Regions from separate parts of the Mus musculus genome. Here all the other regions are linked to region 7. A link is a contact called in public HiCAR-type and promoter capture Hi-C data. All regions are on one chromosome and are shown on one strand. The core of a region is the stretch at or near the end of the contact, and the rest is flanking DNA. Distances in the headings are between cores, read along the strand shown.

Region 1 (2,700 bases), core at 133-2,632, 1.4 Mb before region 7:
CTGGAACTATATAGTTCTGCTGCCTCCAACTTGGAAGAACCCTCATATTCTCAAATGCTAGCTGACGTTACAGCTGTAAGTCACCCATGCCGGCTTACAGGCATGTAAACAATATAACATCTTAAACATTTTTCCTTTCTTTTTCTCTTTTTGAGATGGGGTCTCACCACATAGCTCTGGAGTAGACTAGGCTAGCCTTGAATTCAGAGATCCACCTGCCTCTGGTTCTGGAGTGCTTAAAGGTGGGTGCCATTACACCAGGCATAAACAGCATTTAAAATGAAAATTAACTCGGTAAACAAATGTTATCCAAAATGTGAGAATTTCCAAATTTCTTAAGTTCCAATTTAATAGAAGGGTAGGTGTGTTTTAGTTCTGCCTCTATCTATAGTCAGTCATGTGTTGCTTTGGTTGGTGTATGTGAAGAAAATTTGACCTTACAGATCTAAAAAAAAAAAAAAGCCAGGTGGTGGTGGCGCACACCTTTTTAACCCCAGCACTTGGGAGGCAGAGGCAGGCGGATTTCTGAGTTCGAGGCCAGCCTGGTCTACAAAGTGAGTTCCAGGACAGCCAGGACTATACAGAGAAACCCTGTCTCAAAAACAAAAACAAAAAAACAAAACAAAACAAAAACAAAAACAAAACAAAACCCACTTCCATGGCAGGTGAGATGGTAGAAAACCAATCCCCTCAAATTGTCCTTTGATCTCTAAACATGATCCACACACACACACACACACACACACACACACACACACACACACAGAGAGAGAGAGAGAGAGACACAGACACAAGTCGCTAAAGTATATATATAAATTTAAAAAGGGACCAGGTGGCTGACATCTGTCACTTGGAATGCAGAGGTAGGAGGAATGCGTGGTATTGGAGGCTATTATTCGTTTCGTAAAAACTAAACCAAACTAAACAAAAAACAAAAACAAAAACAGAGGACACTAAATTAGCTCTTTATCACCTTTGTCCTCCAACCCTGGTCTTGGCCTTGGGTGTTTTCTCTTGGTTCAGAGCTATTCCTTCGCACTATGCATAGATGCACAAATGCAGGAATTTGTAGTCTGTGGCAACAGTTTCCCCTCGATGTTTCCGTACATCTACCTTGTTCTTTTCATGGGGTATTCCATAACGGGGATGTATTCAGTTTGTCTTCCCTTACCGACGGATGGACTAGGTTTCTCGGTTTTGTCATCTCACCACCCCTGCCCCGGGGTTAAGGGATGGCGACAAAGCTGTGAGGTCTTCCCTCGGGGATCAGCCCTGGTGGAGCAGGGCTAACTAACCATCAGGGGCGGAAACCTCCGGCTTGGCAGGTCGGCAGCCTGCTTCCGGGAAGCCGACCGGAAGCCGCTCCGGGTGCTGCGACAAACCTGACTTCAGGGGCCGTCGTAAAAGTGTCGTCCCTGTCGCGTCGGGCCGGCCACAGGTTTCCGCTAGCTGGCGGCCGGGGGTCGGGAACTGCGGGCGTTCGTTTCCCTTAAGATGGCGGACGAAGAGATGGACGGCGCCGAGAGGATGGACGTCAGCCCGGAGCCTCCCCTGGCCCCGCAGCGGCCGGCATCGGTGAGTCTTCATCTGCTAGCGCCTTTTGTCCTCTCCACCAACAGCTTCCCACCGCGCCTGGGAGGGTTTGGGGCTCCGCTTTCTATGGCGGCACTGGGGAAGGGGAGTCCTAGGATTGAAGGATCGACCCTCCCTCCCCCGATAAAGTTAGTCGTCTCCTACACACATTCCTGCCAGCCAGGTCTACGGAGTTTAATGACTGTCATCTATTAAGTCTCAACGTGCTCAGACACGCATGTCTCTATTTTGAAGTAGAAAGAACTCGTGCACATTTAGGTGGGTTTGATGTAGGAGCTGAGATGAGGTTGGAGAAGGCCATTTTTCGGTAGACGCATTGCTGACCCCTCTTGTTGATAGGCATCGGGACCCGGACCAGCACCTGGTGTGATATAGCATTGTCGGGTGGACTTGATAGTGGCAGTGAGTGTTGCGGCTGGCAAGGCATGGCCAGATATCCATTATTGCAGCGTCTTGAGAACCTTCGATCTGGCCCCCAGTGAGGGAAATTTGTCATTTGTCATGCCTTTTATATATGAGAAGGGACATTTCAAACGAGAGAATACTGGAATCTATACTTGGCTATTAGATTTTTGAAGGGCTGAGAAAGGAGAGGTAGAATAAAATTGAGTCAACAGTCTGGCTGCGTGGAGAATACGAACAGAGTAGGCTGAAAGGTGGGGTAATGTTCACAAATGTTCTGATGTGGTCCCTTCAGATAACTAGAAGGGAGGGAGGTCCTTAGGAAGTACTCACTATTGATCACAACATGTTTTATCAGTTTGTCTATAGCTGCATATGGAAAAGTGTGGGAAACATACCCGCACCCACGCAAACCCATTGTATATACACATACCTGTTAGTGAAGTTGTTTGTAGTTTTAATAAACTCATTCTTGGCTTACTTTACCCCAGCAGACTCTAGAACATTATTTTATGAGACAAGAGAATGACTCAGAAATAAGTCAACCACGGAGACTAGAGAGAATGTCTGTAAGATAAAAAACCATCAGGGACAGAGTTGGAATAAGACTATATGCACTAGATCAGCACTTGGCAGTCTTCCTCCTCCATCCCAAAAAGCAGTTGAAACTCACTTCACCACTGGTAATGTAGCTTAGATGAAAAC
Region 2 (2,700 bases), core at 5-2,504, 1.8 Mb before region 7:
AACACTAGTGAGAAAGTCGGGAAGAGGGAGGAGAGACAAGCAGCAAGGAGGGTCAAAAGTACTGGGCTGTCAAAACAACTACACTTGATATGTGAAGCCCCTGCCCTTGCCCTTAAGGTCAGAACTAAGGCCCGCAGAAATCAGCCTGCGGACAGGGACCCGCCCCAGTCCCTTCCTGTATGGCTGTGACCTAACAATTTAGAGTGGGGAGGAAATAAAACCCTAGAGGAAGCAATGCACTCTGCCCCTCACATCTAACCTAGACTTGGACCCTGCAATAGCTCTCTCTCCTGGTACACCCCTTTCTCTAACCCAGGTCTCCCCGTCCAGTCCCGGCCCGACCCTTCCTTTTCCCTCCCTGGGGCTACCTCTGCTTGCGGGCGGCAGCAGAAAGCCCATCATCTCGGCGCTTTCCCTTAACCGAGTCGCTCTGCTTCTTCATGTTCTTCTGGCGGGCGAGCTCTCGCTGGTTACCGCCTAAGAAGAAGAGAAGGTACAAAGTGAGACGCCGGAGCCGCTCCACGTACACACCAGCGCCCCTCCTCCCCGCAACTGGGACCCCGACCGTCCCCCCAACCCCCGCCGCAGCGCCGACCCCATCGCGGGGCTTCGGCTGCCCGGGGTAGGTTAACTTGGGGGTGCGGGAGGACGGTGCGGTCGAGACTGCTGGCGGCGCGCGTCAAGTTTGAGGCGGCGCGGGGGCCCAGACAGCTGCTGCGGTGTGTGGGACGCGCCGGGGCCTCACGGGCACGCGCCGGGGCCCACCACTCAGGGAACCCGGCTTCCCCAGCGCGGAAAGCCGGCGGCGGCCCGCGCCCAACACAGGGGTCTCCGCAAGTGGCGGCGTGCAGAGGGCTGCGCTTCCGGCTGGGCGGGAGGCAGCTGGAGAGCGCTCCCTAAAGACCCTTCCGCCCGCCGGGGAAGCCGAGGGGACGCACACGCCGGCACCCGGGCGCGCGGGGAGCGAGAGCAGAAAGAAAAGGGAGAGAGGAAAAGGTCCCAGCACTCACGGGTCATGGCGACGGCAGCGGCTCCAACCTGCCTCCGTTGCGTCCCCCTCGTTCGGGCCGACGTTGCAGGCCCCGCCCCCTTCGCGCGACGCCACCAAGTCGTCTTCTTCCTCCCGCCCCTTCACGCCCGGGCGCCCGCTTTCATTGGGCAGGGGGAAACACGTGGAGTGCGGTGCCACGCGCCAGTCCCGGAGGGCGAAGAGCGGAGCTCGGCGGGCGGAGCGCTGGCACGGGGCGGGGCTTCCCCGGAGCGCTGGGTCCCAGCCTGTAGAAACTAGGCCGGGTCACGTGGCCGGGGGGTGGAGGGGTGCGGCTGGCGATGTGGCGCTCCGACGGGGCCGGGCACGTGACTAGGCAAAGTGACCTCATGTGGGACAGTTTAGGGTACTGACTGACAAAGTCGCCCCGAAGGAACGCGGGGGAGGGGCGGGGCGGGGACGGGACGGGGTGAGGGCGGGATTTCCTAGGTCGTTCATCCGGTTATGTGCTATCAGTTCTCTGGAGCTAAACTTAGTGCGGTTCCCCGGTCTCCGAGCCTCTTGGCCGAACACTTGCCACAGTTGTCTGAAAACATACGCAGACAATTAGGAAACCCCTTTCCACTTTCCTCGCCCCTAAGCGCAGCCAGTTTTAGTGTGTCATAAAGTGATCCTGCAATCATTTCCCAAGAGCTTGAGTCCAGAGCTCCTGCATGCACATCTCCACTACTGAACTGGACTTAAGACTGCCCACAGAAACTTTGAATGTGCCTTGGGGGTGACGAAGCATACCCGAATCTGACTGTGGAGTTACTTCAGGAACCGAGATTAGGGAATGCTCCTATTTTATTAGTTTGCATCTCTCTCTTTCTCTCTCTCTCTCTCTCTCTCTCTCTCTCTCTCTCTCTCTCTCTCTCTGTCTCTGTCTCTCTGTCTCCTCTCTCCTCCTCTCTCCTCTCTCTCGACCGTGCCTACATTGTATCATTTCCCCTAAACCTTACATTTGGTTTGTAAGAGAAATCAGGCTGGTAACTAAATCTTTATTTTCGGTTGCTGAATCACAGATGCGCGCGCCCCCTGTAGAAAAGATTAGTTAAGCCTTCTCTCCCTTCCCAGGTCCAAGACAACAGGAATTCTGCTAAACTATCATGAAATAACCCCAACATGAACCAGAACAGTAGGATGCGTTTCCTGCTGACCAGAGGCACTTTATCCTGTCCAGTACCTTCACTAAGCAGCTGAATTCAGAGACTTCACTCCACTCTTTCACCAGAGTCGCCTAAGACTACTGAAAAACACAGATATTTACACTACGATTTATAATAGAAAAATTACAGTTTAAAAATAATTCTAGCCGGGCGGTGGTGGCGCACGCCTTTAATCCCAGCACTTGGCGGATTTCTGAGTTCGAGGCCAGCCTGGTCTACAGAGTGAGTTCCAGGACAGCTAGGGCTACACAGCTGTTGTCTCGAAAAACAAAAACAAAAAATAATTCTATGGTTGGGGGTCACCACTACATAAGGAACTTTATTAAGGGGTCGCAGGACTGGATCCATGAACTCTCATAAAATGGTAGGTATGGTGGTGTGTTATCTGTAATCCTACTACTCCCATAGTGAGAAGAGAGGTAGAGATGGGAGAATTTTCTGGAAGTTCAAGGACCAGTGAGCCTGGAATACAAAGCAAAAGCAATCCAACAGAAACAATGACAG
Region 3 (2,700 bases), core at 44-2,543, 1.2 Mb before region 7:
GGTAGTTCCTTAACAGTAAGAACACTTTTGTCACCTAAGAAAATATTTGAAAGTAAAAGTGAACCTTTGAGCCGGGTGTGGTGGCGCACGCCTTTAATCCCAGCACTCGGGAAGCAGAGGCAGGCAGATTTCTGAGTTCGAGGCCAGCCTGGTCTACAGAGTGAGTTCCAGGACAGCCAGGGATATACAGAGAAACCTTGTCTCGAAAAACAAAAACAAAAACAAAAACAAAAACAAAAAGTGAACCTTTACAATTCATACCATTGCATCCTCTCTGTTCCTGGCAAACTCGTGGCAGTCATTGCAATTGTTAAGGAAAAAAGAACGTTGGGCATACAATATGGAATAGGTCCGCAGTTTGGTTTTGACATCAGTTTTGTGATCTTGGTAAAGTTTATTCTTAATTTTTAATGTCTATATAATGGATAGTAAAGAAAGAAGAGGGACTTACTCTTAGGTTTTGTTTTGTTTTTTTTCACCAAAGAGCTTGGCACATTCAACATGAAATACGTCTCCCATACAGCCTCGGTGTCCCACCCTTCATAGTTAGTCTTTGTGTGTCTTGAGCCACTCCTGCAAACTCCAAGCTTAGAGTCCCAGACTGGTCCACATGAAAGTTGTTCATTGTCTTTATCAAAAAGCCAATGAAATCTTTTTTCGTGGGTTGTGAATGGGCACTCCCTCGCCAGGCTGACATCTTTGTAACTCCTTTCTTTTCTCCCAATACCTTCGGGTTTCCCGGCCCTAGTTAGCAGCTTAGGTTAGGGGACAGCGCCCATTTCCCAGATCCTGGCAGCTCTAGGTCTGAGCAGGCGAGTAGACCTTAAGCAATGACCCGGCCTCACGATTCTCGACGCGACCGCCTCAGTGACAAAGCATTACCAATTTTCTTCCAAAGGGCCCAACTCTGTGGCCATAAGCACGCTGAGCTAGGAGAACACCTACTGAAGTCGGCTCTCAGAAGCACTGCGCCTTACATCTCTCCTCAGGACAGGCCGGCCGTTGCAGCGGAGGCTGGAACTACGAGTCCCAGAATTCCCAAGCACACGCGCACTGTCATTGTGATGCTCCTTTCCCGGTAACTCGCCCTCTCAGGCAAACCTGAAGATAGCGGCAATTCTCCGGTGGGGGGCGGAGACACTCTCGGCCCAATTCTCCGCCCCCTTCCTGATAGGCAATGGGACTAGCCAACCGACGCCACAGGCTGGGAACGTGCTCTCCAATCAGCACCCGCGGCGGAGAGGTGGGCGGTGCGCGCTGGCAGGGCGGGTGGGCTAGGCTGTGCGGCTTGCGGGGGGGAGAGTAACGTCGGGCCGGGTCAGCGGGCGCTGCAGTAGTCGCCGCAGCGGCGATGGGAGCGGTAGGGACGAGGAGGCGGCGGCGGCAGGAGGAGGAGGAGGAGCAGGGGCTGGCACGAGAGCAGCGGCCCGGGACAATCCGCAGCAATACCCGCAGCCGCTGCCGCCGCCTTTAGACGCGGACGGCATCCGAAGGGACCGCCGGCCGTCTAAGCCGCGCTCCGGTCCCGCCGCAGTGGGCGGCGGGGGATGGGCAGGCGGTGGCGGGCCCGCCTGCTGAGCGGTGACTCCTGCCGGTGCGGACCCTGAGCTAGACCCTCGTCCTCCGTCAGAGATCCTGCGTCCGCCGCGGCCCAGGTAGGACACACCCCCGAGCCCCAGGGCGTCTCCAAGAAGCTTCCCTGCGCCCGCCTCATCCCTCGTTCAGCTCAACCGAGGCGTGGAGGGGAGACTGCCCGAGACCCCTGGGTTTCTTATGCCCACGCCCTGAGGCGACGCCAGACCCAAATTGATCCTCATCCCACAGATCTTTCTGGTTCTGCCCCATTTCCCCGGAGGCTTTGGGTGCCTTCCCTGAACTTGGAGGTTCATGAAGCTGCTTCGTCTGTTTCTGTGGGTGACCCATATATCACTTGTACTCATGACTCTTCTGGCTACCAGGACCGAGCAGAGAGGAGTCTTTTGAAATTATGAGCGTTTCATTCTATCTTGCTTTTCCCACTGTAATGGAAGAGTGACGGGACTACCGAATCTCATTTGTGTGGTAACAAGGAAGGCCGGGACTTTGTAGTATTGAAGTAATGACCAGAGGGATTTGCTTTGACAAAGATGATGCTGTTGATACGCGGGGATGCCAAAAGAGGGACAAAAGAGCCTACATATACGCACTGTCGAGTCAGAGAAGTAAATAATCATGGGGATGCTAGGATACCTGATCCTTAAATGAAGTTCATTTTGTTTCAGTTGTGGCGCTGCCTTAGAGGTAAAAATGACATTGAGTTGTACTTTGCTTTGGATTAAAGTTGATAGGCTTCTCTCCCCTAGCTTTGGAAGCTGTCCTTTAACATTTAAAGAAGACAATTCTATTTTAACCTGTATATGATGGGAAGATGTTATTTAGTAGAATTGAATGTGTGTGAGAGAGTGTATTGTGAATGGACTCAAACTCTCAAATACAAGGAGGATTCAGGCTGTGTTTTGTTTCAGTGTTTGGTTTTGAGCCATTAATAGTTGCAGTGACATTAAACATGGACTTGCCAGGATAGACTGCAAAGATGTATCTGTTTTCTTTCAGCAAAGTGGACTAGAATAACATTCATTTAAGGAGTAAAAAAAATGAGGATTTTTTAAAAAGTATTGAGTGGGTTGAATACTTTTTACTTTTTATGTTGCGATTTTAAAG
Region 4 (2,700 bases), core at 22-2,521, 1.5 Mb before region 7:
GAAAAAGAAAGGAAAAAATAAAGAGGGGGAAGGAAGTGGGGGGAAAGAGCAAGCATCTCCATCAGAGCGTGGATGAAAGCCAAAGGACATGCGCAAGGTGAGCTGTGCACTGCTGTGGAAAGTCACGCCATTTTAACCTGCCTCTGTGTCTCACCATCAGGATGTCCTCAGCACTAGTAGTAAGCTGATGTATAACTTGGAACATCTGGAAACATCTACAAATGAAAAAAAAAATGTCTTAACACACTTCCCTCATCAAAACCTGTTACTCAAGAAAAACCCTCAGAATGGAATTAATTAGTAAATTTGAGGTTAATAGTAAGTATATATTTAAATTTACAAAGAACTATAGGATACACCTTTTTTCAAAATTACATTGATCTAGAAAGACAATTTAATAGCTAAAATAAGATATTACTTATTTATATTGAAAAGTATGAAACAGCCATTCCTATTCTTTAATCCTGCCAGGACTAGCAAATAGAGAAAAATCAATCTGTCTTTATTTTCAAATCTAAGGAACAACTCAATATGACAAACAATATAAATCATTAAACATACTGTCAGTCTGACAGTTGGAAAAGCACTGTGAGTTAGGTTATATATTTTATGCCAGATGTCTACCCTATCTAAGTATTAAAATCTGATTCTTATATATTATAATCCCAAAATACAGCCACAAAAAATTCCCACAACCTCCCAAACTCACTCTTGTAAAGTCCTTTTCTTCCCCTTGTCAATCATGGTCATGTGACCATGAACGTTAAGATGTGGCTTCTTGGCTATCAGTTTCTTCATGGTACTGGAACTAATGGAGCCATTCAAGTGGGCATGGAGCTCCTAACACAAGAGGACAATCAGTTCACAAGAGTCCACGAGATCCAGAGCCCCATACATCAGGCCCTGGTGGCCTGGTTCCTAGTTGTAGTTTATACTAGGCCAGCTACTTGGTTCAGCTATACCCACTCTACAATTTCTACCCATAAGCTTTACTTCTCTTTTGTGGAAAACAATACAAAAGCCATTATACAGTAACAAGAACTCTGTAGTTAATTCTTACCACTTTTGGTAATTGCAGATAAAAGTCTGTCTTCCCAGGCCACTGCTGTCCGGCCTCCATCACTTCAGTAGAAGGAAAAGTTTCTCTTTGCTCTTATTCTCGGCTTGGACGATAAACTTATCAAAGTGGGAATCTCTGAGGTGCTGGACTTCCTTCAGATTGCCATTTTAAACAAGACTTGCACTATGTGTGGCTCTGGGATCACTTTCACCTACAATAACAAATGTAACTATTTTCAGATCTAACATGCAAACAGAAACACAGTCACTGCTGATATCTTCTTTTTACACCTCCCAAGCCCCCTCAACCCCCTGCTCCCACTAACTTAAGTTAAGCAAAGCTAACTTAGGTGTGTCTGCAATGGGGAAATGACTAGTAAAAAAAAAAAAGAACAAGAAAAAAAAAAACACCCGAAAACTAAAAATCCAGCGTTCGTCTGTCCCTTTAACTCTGGGCTCCTTTAATCTACTGCGTAGGTCAGGTTAGCTTACACATGTAGCACGAATTTGCTTTTACAAGAAAACATGTTATTTCATATTTACGTCGCACAAACACTTTCCTTAAATGGGTTGGGTCTGTCAGGCGAAAATCCTGTCTCTGGATGGAGGGTAGTATTTGCTGCCTCCTGTCTCTGATCCTTCTGGTCGACTAGATGCCTTTATTAACATATCTTGCACGCACTGAATCATTCTGCCACACAATCTGCTCTTCTAAGACCACTAACGAGTTCCTAACCCTAAAACATTTTCCAATAACCAAATCTTCATAGAAAATTTTTCTTGATCCAGTTGGACTCCAGAACTCATACTCTCAGCCGTTACATACTACTGCTCTGAGTTAACCATTCTTCAAGTCTTTCTATTTCCTTTCCTAATCCAAGCAGACACTAAATTAGTAAATGATGAAGTTTCTACGCATCTCTGGGAGTGCTTTCTTACTGGTATCTCCTAAGCATCAAATGTAGAAACTTTAAAAGTCCAACCTGGGTTGCTTCCTTTAAACAACAACGCCACAGGGAATAATCACATCTCTTCTATAGCGATTTTCAGCAGACATACTCAATACCACATACGAATCACAGAATCTTGGAAGTGGAGGGGAGTGTCATTTTTACATGCTGAATACTTACTCACTGTAGACCTAGCACAGAATTTAGACTACATGAGAATAAACAGCACGTACAGGGGCAGTGGGTTAATAATAATCAGTAATTATCCGTAAAGGTCTCTTTCTTCACTTTCCATATGGCCTAATTTAAGATCTAAATGAGTTCTCCCTCGCAACGAGAACACTCAATAAAGGAGCAACTGTTACTTTTGTGCAAGGACCAATCTACTCTGGATTGCTTAAGATCCGAGGTGCTGGTCCTCTTTTGCCGGACCAAACCGGTATCAGGTCGTCAGCCTCCGATTCACCTAAAAATGTTCTCAAATAAGAGGATCTACACAAGTTTTTTTTTTCCCTGCAGAAAATGCCTGTACAAAGAGGTAACTTGAGCTCTCCAAGCGCTAGCTGTTACCGAAGCAGCTGGCGTGTTCCCAGGAAAACGTAATTTGGAAAGGGGGGGTGGGGGGGGGGAAGGTCAAAAAACCTCTCGCGGGTTTTGGCAGAGAGCGGTCTTCTCGGAAGTGACGCACCCA
Region 5 (2,700 bases), core at 63-2,562, 1.9 Mb before region 7:
TATGGCATGGCTCACCCACCCCAATAATAAGAATTTGGGGTTTTTTGTTTTGTTTTGTTTTTGTTTGTTTGTTTGTTTTGTTTTTTCGAGACAGGGTTTCTCTGTAAAGGGTTTCTCACTTTGTAGACCAGGCTGGCCTCGAACTCAGAAATCTGCCTGTCTCTGCCTCCCCGGTGCTGGGATTAAAGGTGTGAGCCATCACACTCGGCAGAATTTGCTAAAGGTAGACACTTCTGTTTCTCTCAGGTTAACATTTAGTGCATAGTTGTTTACAAACTCTGAGGGGTTCTAACTTGAACTTCTTATTTTTATGTATATCTTTGGGGCTCCCCCCCTTAATTTAGATGGGAGGGTAATGTGGTTATAATCCAATAAACATTTTTAATAATAACAACAACAACAAAAATATTTTTGTCTACTCTGGCCTTCTAAAGCTTTTCTGCTTGTAAGCTTCGTCCTTGTTTGACTCATTGAAAATCCTCACTAAAGTTTGTCAATTTCCTGTCTTCACCAAGCAAGGACACAGGTGAAAAAATTTGATAATTATATTAACAGAACCTTCAAAGTCCTATATAATATTGTACTCCCTCCCAGAATTTTTACTGTGTAGACCGACTAGCCTCAATTACAGAAATCCACCTGCCACGGTCTTTCCAGTGCTAGAATAAGGGCATGTGTGTCCAAATCAACAATTGGCCCCTAAGGGATTCTCCTTTTTTTTTTTTTTTTTTTCTTTTGAAGAGTCTTCTCTTGTTGCCTAAGCTGGCCTACAAAACACGGCAATCCTCTTTCACCTTCCCAAATGCTGGGATTACAGACGTGACCCACGTATCCGGATGAAACACTTTACACTTCTAGCTTTTTATTTTTTATTTGTTTTTTCTTTTTTGTTTTTTCAAAACAGGGTTTCTCTGCGTAGCCCTGGCTGTCCTGAAACTCACTCTGTAAACCAGGCTGTCCTCGAACTCAGAAATCCGCCTGCCTCTGCTTCTTACTGGGATTAAAGGGGTGCACCATCATTTTCGGCCACACTTCTAGCTTTAAACAGTATGCACCAACAGTCTCTCCTAAAATGTAATAAATAAAATCTTTAATCCGAACCTTCCTGGACCTTACCAAAACCAAAAGAAACAACTGTCAGACAGGAGGACCTTCCAGTTCTTGAGCGGTTGAAGACGAGAAAATTGCCTTAGGAAAGCGCACAAATTTCAAGCTAGCCCTTTAAGCGATCAGCGCTCAGCCGCCCTCCAATTACCCACAATCCTCTGTTATGTACTTCCGGTTCCTCTACCTCTGCCGGAAGTTGTTTCTGTCAGTTGCGCAGCTGTGTCCAGCACAGCCTGTGGGACGCGGCGTTCTGCTCCTTGCTCTTCGTTGTTGGGATTGAGTCCGTTTTGGAGAGTCTCCGCGGCAGCCGTCACCATGTCGGTCCCAAGCGCACTCATGAAGCAGCCGCCCATCCAGTCTACGGCTGGGGCCGTCCCAGTTCGAAACGAGAAAGGTACGGGCTCCCCTCCCCTCCGGTTGGCTCTGAACTCTTTCATCCTGAGTATCTCTCAAACCTGCCTTACGCCGACCATGCCAGCTCGGCTGGCCCTTAAAACCTAGCTGCAGTTTCTTCCTGCGTCCCGCCTAAAGTCACAGGTGGCGTAGAGAAAGGGGATAGCGGGATCCACTTGCATCTACCTGATCGATTTAGTGAGGAGATCTCTCTCGAAATATGAAGTAAAGGAGGCTGGAGAGGCAGATCAGCGGTTGAGAGGACGTACTGCTGTACCACAGGGCGCAAGTTCAATTGCCAGCAGTCACTTCAGGTGACTCAACAACAACCTGGGACCCCAAGTCTAGGGAGATCTGACACCTCTGGCTTCTGCCAGTACCTACGCTTGTGCACATATCCACACATAGCATCCTTACAAATGATGATAATAATAATGCTGCATAGATGGCTCAACCGTTAAAGGCCAGGCTCACAGGCAGAACAGTAACAAAAATCAAAATATAAGAAGAAAGTGGGGCTGGCGAGATGGCTCAGTGGTTAAGAGCACCGACTGCTCTTCCCAAGGTCCTGAGTTCAAATTCCAGCAACCACATGGTGGCTCACAACCATCCATAACGAAATCTAATGCCCTCTTCTGGAGTGTCTGAAGACGGCTACAGTGTACTTACATATAATAAATAAATAAAATCTTTAAAAAAAAAAAGAAGAAAGTGAGCTAGAGGCCTATGTTGTGTGTTTCTTTTCACTGTAATTGTTTTGTTTGTTTATTTTTAAGTGTATGAATGCTTTGCTTCCATGCATGGATATGCACCATGTGGGTGCAGTACCCACAGAGGCCAGAGGAGGGCCTGGAGTATCAGACTGTAACAGACTGCCATGCAGATGCTGGAAAATTGATCCAGGACCTCTGTATGAGCAGCAGAGCCTCTTAGCTGCTGAGCCACCTCTTGAGCTCCACCCTGTTTGTGTTATAGAAGAGATCTCCCGATTCAGCACAAGAGCTGGAGGAAAAGGTAGAAGCTGGCTAGTCAGAACGTTAAGTTAGGTCGTAAAGGCTGCCACAGCACCGCAGAGAGAGAAGCTAGGAAGAGAGCTGCCCTTACTGTGCCTGAGGTCAGACCCCGAGCATCCACATAGACACCTTGTGGGGAGAAGAGACGAGTTAGGAACTTTAGGCTTGATGGCTGGGCTAATAATAG
Region 6 (2,700 bases), core at 110-2,609, 1.4 Mb before region 7:
ACTAAGGAAGAGACCAAACATCTATAGAGCATGGTTAAATCTTTTATGAAAACTCGTCATGAGTCAGGTCTTATAATGTACTCACCACACAATAGAAAGAAATTAGGTAGACACCTGACAATTATAAAAAGCATTACAAAAAGAAGGACAGCCTTGGCTGTCCTGGAACTTGCTCTGTAGACCAGGCTGGTCTTGAACTCAAGAGAGCAGCCAGCCCCTGCCTCCTTAAAGTGCCGGGATTAAAGGTGTGTACCACCAGCAGCAACAGCAACATCTTAACACTAAAGGGTTTTATATAACAGGTGCTGCTTAGATACTGCAAAGACATTTAACTCCTCCTCTGCTATTTATTGACCTGAGCCTCTAAACCTGCTTACTCATTGGTCAGATGGGGAATATGTATGTGAAACAGCTATAAATCAACAAGGAAAGTTGAAAGTTAAGAGGAACTAACCTGGCTGAGTTTCAGCCTAAATTTAGAAGACCTTTCTAACCCTATGCACCTGGCTATTTACAACAATCCCATGTGGTAAGAACTGTAACCTCGCTTGCTAAGTGGGGGAAATAAGTGTGGCTTGAATGTGAAGGGTAAGAAAACGGGAGGATTCTTAAGGAGAAAATAACCCTCCGGAAGCAAAGCTCACCTGTGGAGATGGCCATGGAAGTTTAGAGAAGTGCGTTGTCAGAACAGTGGCTTCCCCGTTCACTTTCACTGCTGCCTCATCTGGGGGTGTCAGAGGCGGCAGGGGGCCAAAGTTAGTGTTAAAAGGTTAAAGTTACTACTTGGACTTTTTAGATAACGCGTCCCTTTTCCACCCTAATCAACATCTCCAAAACAACTCCAGAAATCGTTTTATATTTCTGCTTCAAGTGCGGAGAATGGGTGGGAGAAGGGATGAGGACCAGAGACATTGTCATCTCAGGGGACAGCAGAGGGAAGGTTAGGATGCAGGGAGATGAGGGAAGAGCCCGCAACGGCAGACACTCACTGAGTCTTCTCCAAAACATTTCTCGATTAAATTCCTCCGCTGTCTCCTGGGCTTCGCCGACTTGAGGAAGGCCGGATCACCCCGAAAGCAAAAGACAGGTGAGAGGAGCCCTGACCTGATGCCCTACATCCCTACCCGGAGCCCGGGATGCAGATTCCCATAACTCACCCCGTACTCGAGGCAGAAGTGACCGTAGCTCCTCTGCTAAGTGCCGGAGCTGCTCCAGAGGCGGAGCAAGGAAGGGGACTGCGGCTGTCGAGCTCGCCATCGCAGGCTCTCTCTGGGAACCAGCTAAGACGCTTAAGCCATTTGGCCCCGCCGCAGTACTTCCGGTGCTGAAAAACTCATCTCGTTTCCGGCAACACACAGCGCGTCCCGCCCCTTCCTTCTCAGTGTAGCGACCCCGCCTTCCCAGACAGCCCGGCCATCCGTCCACGCCTCCCCCCACCCCCAGAGACCCGCCCACTCAGGAACAAGACCACGCCTCCCCACTGGAAACCTGCCCACTCCCCGCTGGCCCGGCCTGGAGACCCAGCCACGCCTCCTTCACCTGCCCTCCCCGCAGATCTAGAGACTTTTTCCAGTCCCTGGCTACACCCCACTACCCCTCCCTCCATGACACTAGGCCACTCAAAAGACCCAGCCAGGCATCTTTTGACCTACTAGAGACCTGGCCACTCTTCTATGTAACTGAGCTTTTCCCCTGTAAATATGTCCGTGGCAGTGCCTGCAGAGGCCAGAGAGGGAATCAGATCCCCAGGACCCGGAGTTACACTGTGTGAGTGAAGGGAATCGAACCTGTGACCTTTGGAAGAGCAGCCAGCACTCTTAACTGCTGACTCCAGCTCCCTGGTGACTCTTTCTCCAAGCCCCCAAACCAGGCCCACTTTCTGGCTCCCATATGTTTATCAACATTGCAGATCCGTTTGTGATATTTCTTTGTTAATACTTATCTTTTATTATTTTTTAATCACATGTAAGTCTGTGCACATATGAATGTAGGTGCCCACAGTGGCTCTGGCCTGGAGCTAGAGTTACAGGCAGTTGTGAGCATCTGACATGGTTGCTAGGGATTGAACTCGGGTCTTCTGGAGGTAAAGTACATGCTCTTAACCACTGATCTCTCCAACCCATTGTTTATGGCTACCATTCATTCATTTATTTGATTAGTTGAAAACAACCTTGGCTAAGGAAGCAGAAAGCCCATGATCGGTGGGGAAACAGGCTGGGAAGTCAAGTCTCAGGAGCAGTAAAGGTCCAGGACAAGTTTCCACAGGCTCCCTAGGCAGAAAATGACATCCTGAACTCCAAGTTCGGGCTGGATGCTTTTCACAGGATGACCCTAATAAACACAGTAGTACCAAGGGACACAGTGACACAGAGACCCCACTGTGGCAATCTTCTTGATTAGGGCTCTTTGCCTCCTGAGGAAGAATCAATTGTTAGACTTTTCTGCAGTCCACACAGCAAGAATCAGTAGTAAACATTTCCAACATTCAGATGTCCAAGGAGTGACTGCTTCCTGAAGCTCACCCACTGATACTGGCTTTCCCATCTGCCACAGGGCAGAGATCTGAGCCACAAATGTGGAGGCTGGACTTCTTCCAGGCTGCTAGCTGTAAGCCATGGACTTCAGGAGCTCAGATGACTTTTTAACTGCACCATGAATATTCCAAGTTCAGTGGAGTTCAATGTCCACACACGGTAAATG
Region 7 (2,700 bases), core at 119-2,618:
TGGGCAAGCTTCAATATAGCAAGTCCAATCTCACAATGAATCCCCACATTTTCTCTGAACACCTTGCAAACTCAGAATTCAAAGACCTTATCGGTTTTGAAAAAGACCACCATCACAATAGTGATTAATGTATGGACAATCATACTAGATCACGGTGGACAGGCATCCCATTAAAGGTTCACGAGAGTGAAGGTAGTGTCATAGTTTACTGAACAGTAAGTAGAGTTTTTCAGAAGAAGTCGTTTAAAGTAGTTTTTCTTCAACTGCCTAATAACTGGCATGGAAATTACACTGATTACGTCCTATGGGCCTTCGTTTCCCATTTGGTACCAGGAAGTATTAGCATTTCCATTAAGAAGTCTTTATAAGAGCTGGGCAGTGGTGGCGCATGCCTTTAATCCCAGCACTTGGGAGGCAGAGGCAGGTGGATTTCCGAGTTTGAGGCCAGCCTGGTCTACAGAGTGAGTTCCAGGACAGCCAGGGCTACACAGAGAAGCCCTGTCTTGAAAAACCAAAACCAAACCAAACCAAAAAACAAAAAGTCTTTATAAGTTCTCCAAATATAATAAAAAAAGCCTCCAACTAGAGTAACAGCCTCGGCTTTTCTTTCGTTTAACAAATTCCAGTCACTGTGAACAAAACCTACCTACTCCTCCCAAAATAACGTCCCTCGGGGGTTTCCTCTCAGTCACTTCGCGCCCTGTCCCCCAAATCCCTGGTCTCTTCTACCCCGCCCACCCAACTGCCCGCACCGCCAGCCAGCACGGTACCTTCATGTTAGCCCGGAGGCCCAGCCTTTTGGCTAAATTTTGCAGGTCGCTGTACTTAAAGGAGTCCAGCTCCTCTGCAGAGGGGACGGTCATCGCGTTCTGCAATCTCGGTGATTCCCAGAAAAACAGCCACACAACTCAAAACAGAGCGGCTCAAAACTGGCGCCACCCAAGACGTTGACAAGCCGACTTATATATGGAGTTTAAATTAAGACTGCTGTAAGTTCATTGGTTGAACTGCCTCGAGGGTGGGGTTTCCGATGCGGGCCAGTAGCGTGATTGGCTGAAGACCGCTATTCCGCAAACTATACCAATATGCTGGCGCTGAGCGTATTGAGAGCGTGTCTTTCAGGAACATTGTCCAATGAAGACGCAGGGAGACAGGTGGGCGGGACTTGGAGCGTGCGAGAAAGAGGCGCGCGCTTCAAAGAAATATGGCGACTCTCTCGCGCCGCAGTCTTCGCTTCTTGGAGACCCAGTCACGTCGTGACTCTTGTGATACACCTTTTTCTCTTACCTCCTCCATGGAGTGGGACACTCAGGTGGTGGAAGGGTTCTCCCCTCTCGGGTCCTCCGAGTCTAAGGTGAAGGCGTCACCTGTCGACCTGCGGCTGCCTGCGTGGTTGGAGCCGGAGAGATGTGCCGTGTTTCATTGCGCGCGGTGCTACGCGGTGCTCGGCGACACCCTGCACCTCGCCTGGGACCTGTCGCGGTCCCTCGGCGCCCTGGCCTTCTCCAGTGAGTGAGGCGAGGGTAGTTTGTGAGGAAGATAGACCAGAGGCAGATGAGGAATGGGGGACAGTACTGCCCAGGGGAGGGAGGGGTTTGTTTTGTTTTCCCGAGTTGGGCTTCAAACCCAGGCCGTCGCCTGAGCTAACCCAGCGCCCTTGGCTGAGCCCCACCCATTTTGTTAAGTTTTATGGGCAGATGAATCTGCTGGCAGGTATTTCTTCTCAAAACCGTTTTGTCTTCCAGAAGTCACAAACAACGTCGTTTTGTTAGAGCCCTTTTTGGTTGGCATAGAAGGTTTTCTCAAGTCCAGGTACGTGTGGAGAATTCCTGAGGTGGCGCTCTCTATATATTTCCCGATTTAATGACAGTGAAGAGTATGTAACTGTTGTAAACAAGAAAGAAACTTTGTCTTGTGACATGTTTACGCTCTCCATAGAGTATGTTTGAGTTGTAAACTCTTTACCGGTTTGAATCATATAAACATGGCATTGGTGAAAGTTAAAGTTGGATGTAGGTTTTAAGGTCTGTGAGAGAACTAGGACTATTAGTTATTAGTTATTAGTTATTAGTTATAATTTCTCAGGGTTGGTAGCAAATACCTTTACCCACCGAGTCATTTCACTGGCCCTGAAGTGACATTTTTGATATAGTTACAAATTATTTTACTTTTGATATTGGTAATAAAGGTCTTTCCTTGAATTTACAATTCTGCCTCTGCCTGCAAGTGCTGGGATCACAAGCATGGGAACCTGCACCCAACCTCTTTTTTTTGTTTTTTTTGTTTTTGAGACAGGGTTTCTCTGTATAGTCCTGGCTGTCTTGGCACTCACTTTGTAGACCAGGCTGGACTTGAACTCAGAAATCTGCCTGCCTCTGCCTCCCAAGTGCTGGGATTAAAGGCATGCGCCACCACCGCCTGGCCAACCTCTTTTTTAAAAAGCCTGATTAAAAGTTTTAATTATAAGCCTGGCGGTGGTAGCACATACTTTTAATCCCAGGACTAGGGAGGCAGAGGCAGGAGGATCTCTGTGAATGCAGGGACAGCCTGGTCTACAGAGCTAGTTCCAGGACAGCTAAGGCTACACAAAGAAATCCTGTCTGAAAAACCAAACAAACAAAAATTTAATTACAGATTTGGAGATGTGCTATAGCTCAGAAGTACAATGTTTGCCTATATCAAGAAAAATGCATGCAAGAA

Evidence for each region. Promoter capture Hi-C pulls out the DNA fragments that hold promoters and counts their contacts. HiCAR-type assays count read pairs that join an accessible place to other places. Capture Hi-C pulls out chosen DNA fragments and counts their contacts.
Region 1: a promoter capture Hi-C map of liver shows a contact between it and region 7, with 2.6 times the contacts expected there. The contact joins the promoter of Ubr1 here to the promoter of Nusap1 in region 7. A contact is called at or near these places in 2 of 39 promoter capture datasets (both in liver).
Region 2: a contact with region 7 is called in a HiCAR-type map of astrocytes, with 4 times the contacts expected there. The contact joins the promoter of Serf2 here to the promoter of Nusap1 in region 7. A contact is called at or near these places in 1 of 39 promoter capture datasets (cranial neural crest) and 1 of 115 datasets of contacts at active chromatin or transcription factors (astrocytes).
Region 3: a contact with region 7 is called in a promoter capture Hi-C map of liver, with 2.8 times the contacts expected there. The contact joins the promoter of Ttbk2 here to the promoter of Nusap1 in region 7. A contact is called at or near these places in 2 of 39 promoter capture datasets (liver and pre-B cells) and 1 of 9 other capture datasets (liver).
Region 4: a contact with region 7 is called in a promoter capture Hi-C map of erythroid cells, with 10 times the contacts expected there. The contact joins the promoter of Adal here to the promoter of Nusap1 in region 7. A contact is called at or near these places in 4 of 39 promoter capture datasets (cranial neural crest, erythroid cells and liver).
Region 5: a contact with region 7 is called in a promoter capture Hi-C map of liver, with 5 times the contacts expected there. The contact joins the promoter of Mfap1b here to the promoter of Nusap1 in region 7. A contact is called at or near these places in 2 of 39 promoter capture datasets (liver and pre-B cells).
Region 6: a HiCAR-type map of astrocytes shows a contact between it and region 7, with 2.5 times the contacts expected there. The contact joins the promoter of Ccndbp1 here to the promoter of Nusap1 in region 7. A contact is called at or near these places in 2 of 39 promoter capture datasets (the 3T3-L1 cell line and liver) and 1 of 115 datasets of contacts at active chromatin or transcription factors (astrocytes).

The regions. Positions count from the first base shown.
Region 1 is chr2:120,969,397-120,972,096 of GRCm38.p6, reverse strand. It overlaps Ubr1 (ubiquitin protein ligase E3 component n-recognin 1), which reads left to right and starts at 1,382. Exons shown (of 47, transcript NM_009461.2): 1 at 1,382-1,575. The coding sequence starts at 1,495.
Region 2 is chr2:121,447,752-121,450,451 of GRCm38.p6, reverse strand. Serf2 (small EDRK-rich factor 2) reads right to left here and starts at 1,254. Exons shown (of 3, transcript NM_011354.3): 1 at 1,011-1,254; 2 at 369-477. The coding sequence starts at 1,017.
Region 3 is chr2:120,849,011-120,851,710 of GRCm38.p6, reverse strand. It overlaps Ttbk2 (tau tubulin kinase 2), which reads left to right and starts at 1,293. Exons shown (of 16, transcript NM_001024856.2): 1 at 1,293-1,655. It overlaps AV039307 (expressed sequence AV039307), which reads right to left and starts at 1,055. Exons shown (of 4, transcript NR_038350.1): 1 at 946-1,055.
Region 4 is chr2:121,140,664-121,143,363 of GRCm38.p6, reverse strand. Adal (adenosine deaminase-like) reads right to left here and starts at 1,271. Exons shown (of 10, transcript NM_029475.2): 1 at 1,061-1,271; 2 at 710-840; 3 at 155-215. The coding sequence starts at 1,120. Lcmt2 (leucine carboxyl methyltransferase 2) reads left to right here and starts at 2,666. Exons shown (of 1, transcript NM_177846.3): 1 at 2,666-2,700.
Region 5 is chr2:121,472,635-121,475,334 of GRCm38.p6, reverse strand. Mfap1b (microfibrillar-associated protein 1B) reads left to right here and starts at 1,312. Exons shown (of 7, transcript NM_001081975.3): 1 at 1,312-1,501. The coding sequence starts at 1,423. It also overlaps the pseudogene Gm14018.
Region 6 is chr2:121,007,067-121,009,766 of GRCm38.p6, reverse strand. It overlaps Ccndbp1 (cyclin D-type binding-protein 1), which reads right to left and starts at 1,359. Exons shown (of 11, transcript NM_010761.2): 1 at 1,158-1,359; 2 at 990-1,049; 3 at 645-724. The coding sequence starts at 1,257. Tmem62 (transmembrane protein 62) reads right to left here. Exons shown (of 14, transcript NM_175285.3): 14 at 1,924-2,700. The coding sequence ends at 2,622.
Region 7 is chr2:119,616,966-119,619,665 of GRCm38.p6, reverse strand. Nusap1 (nucleolar and spindle associated protein 1) reads right to left here and starts at 1,368. Exons shown (of 11, transcript NM_133851.3): 1 at 771-1,368. The coding sequence starts at 863. Oip5 (Opa interacting protein 5) reads left to right here and starts at 1,161. Exons shown (of 6, transcript NM_001042653.1): 1 at 1,161-1,508; 2 at 1,746-1,812. The coding sequence starts at 1,205.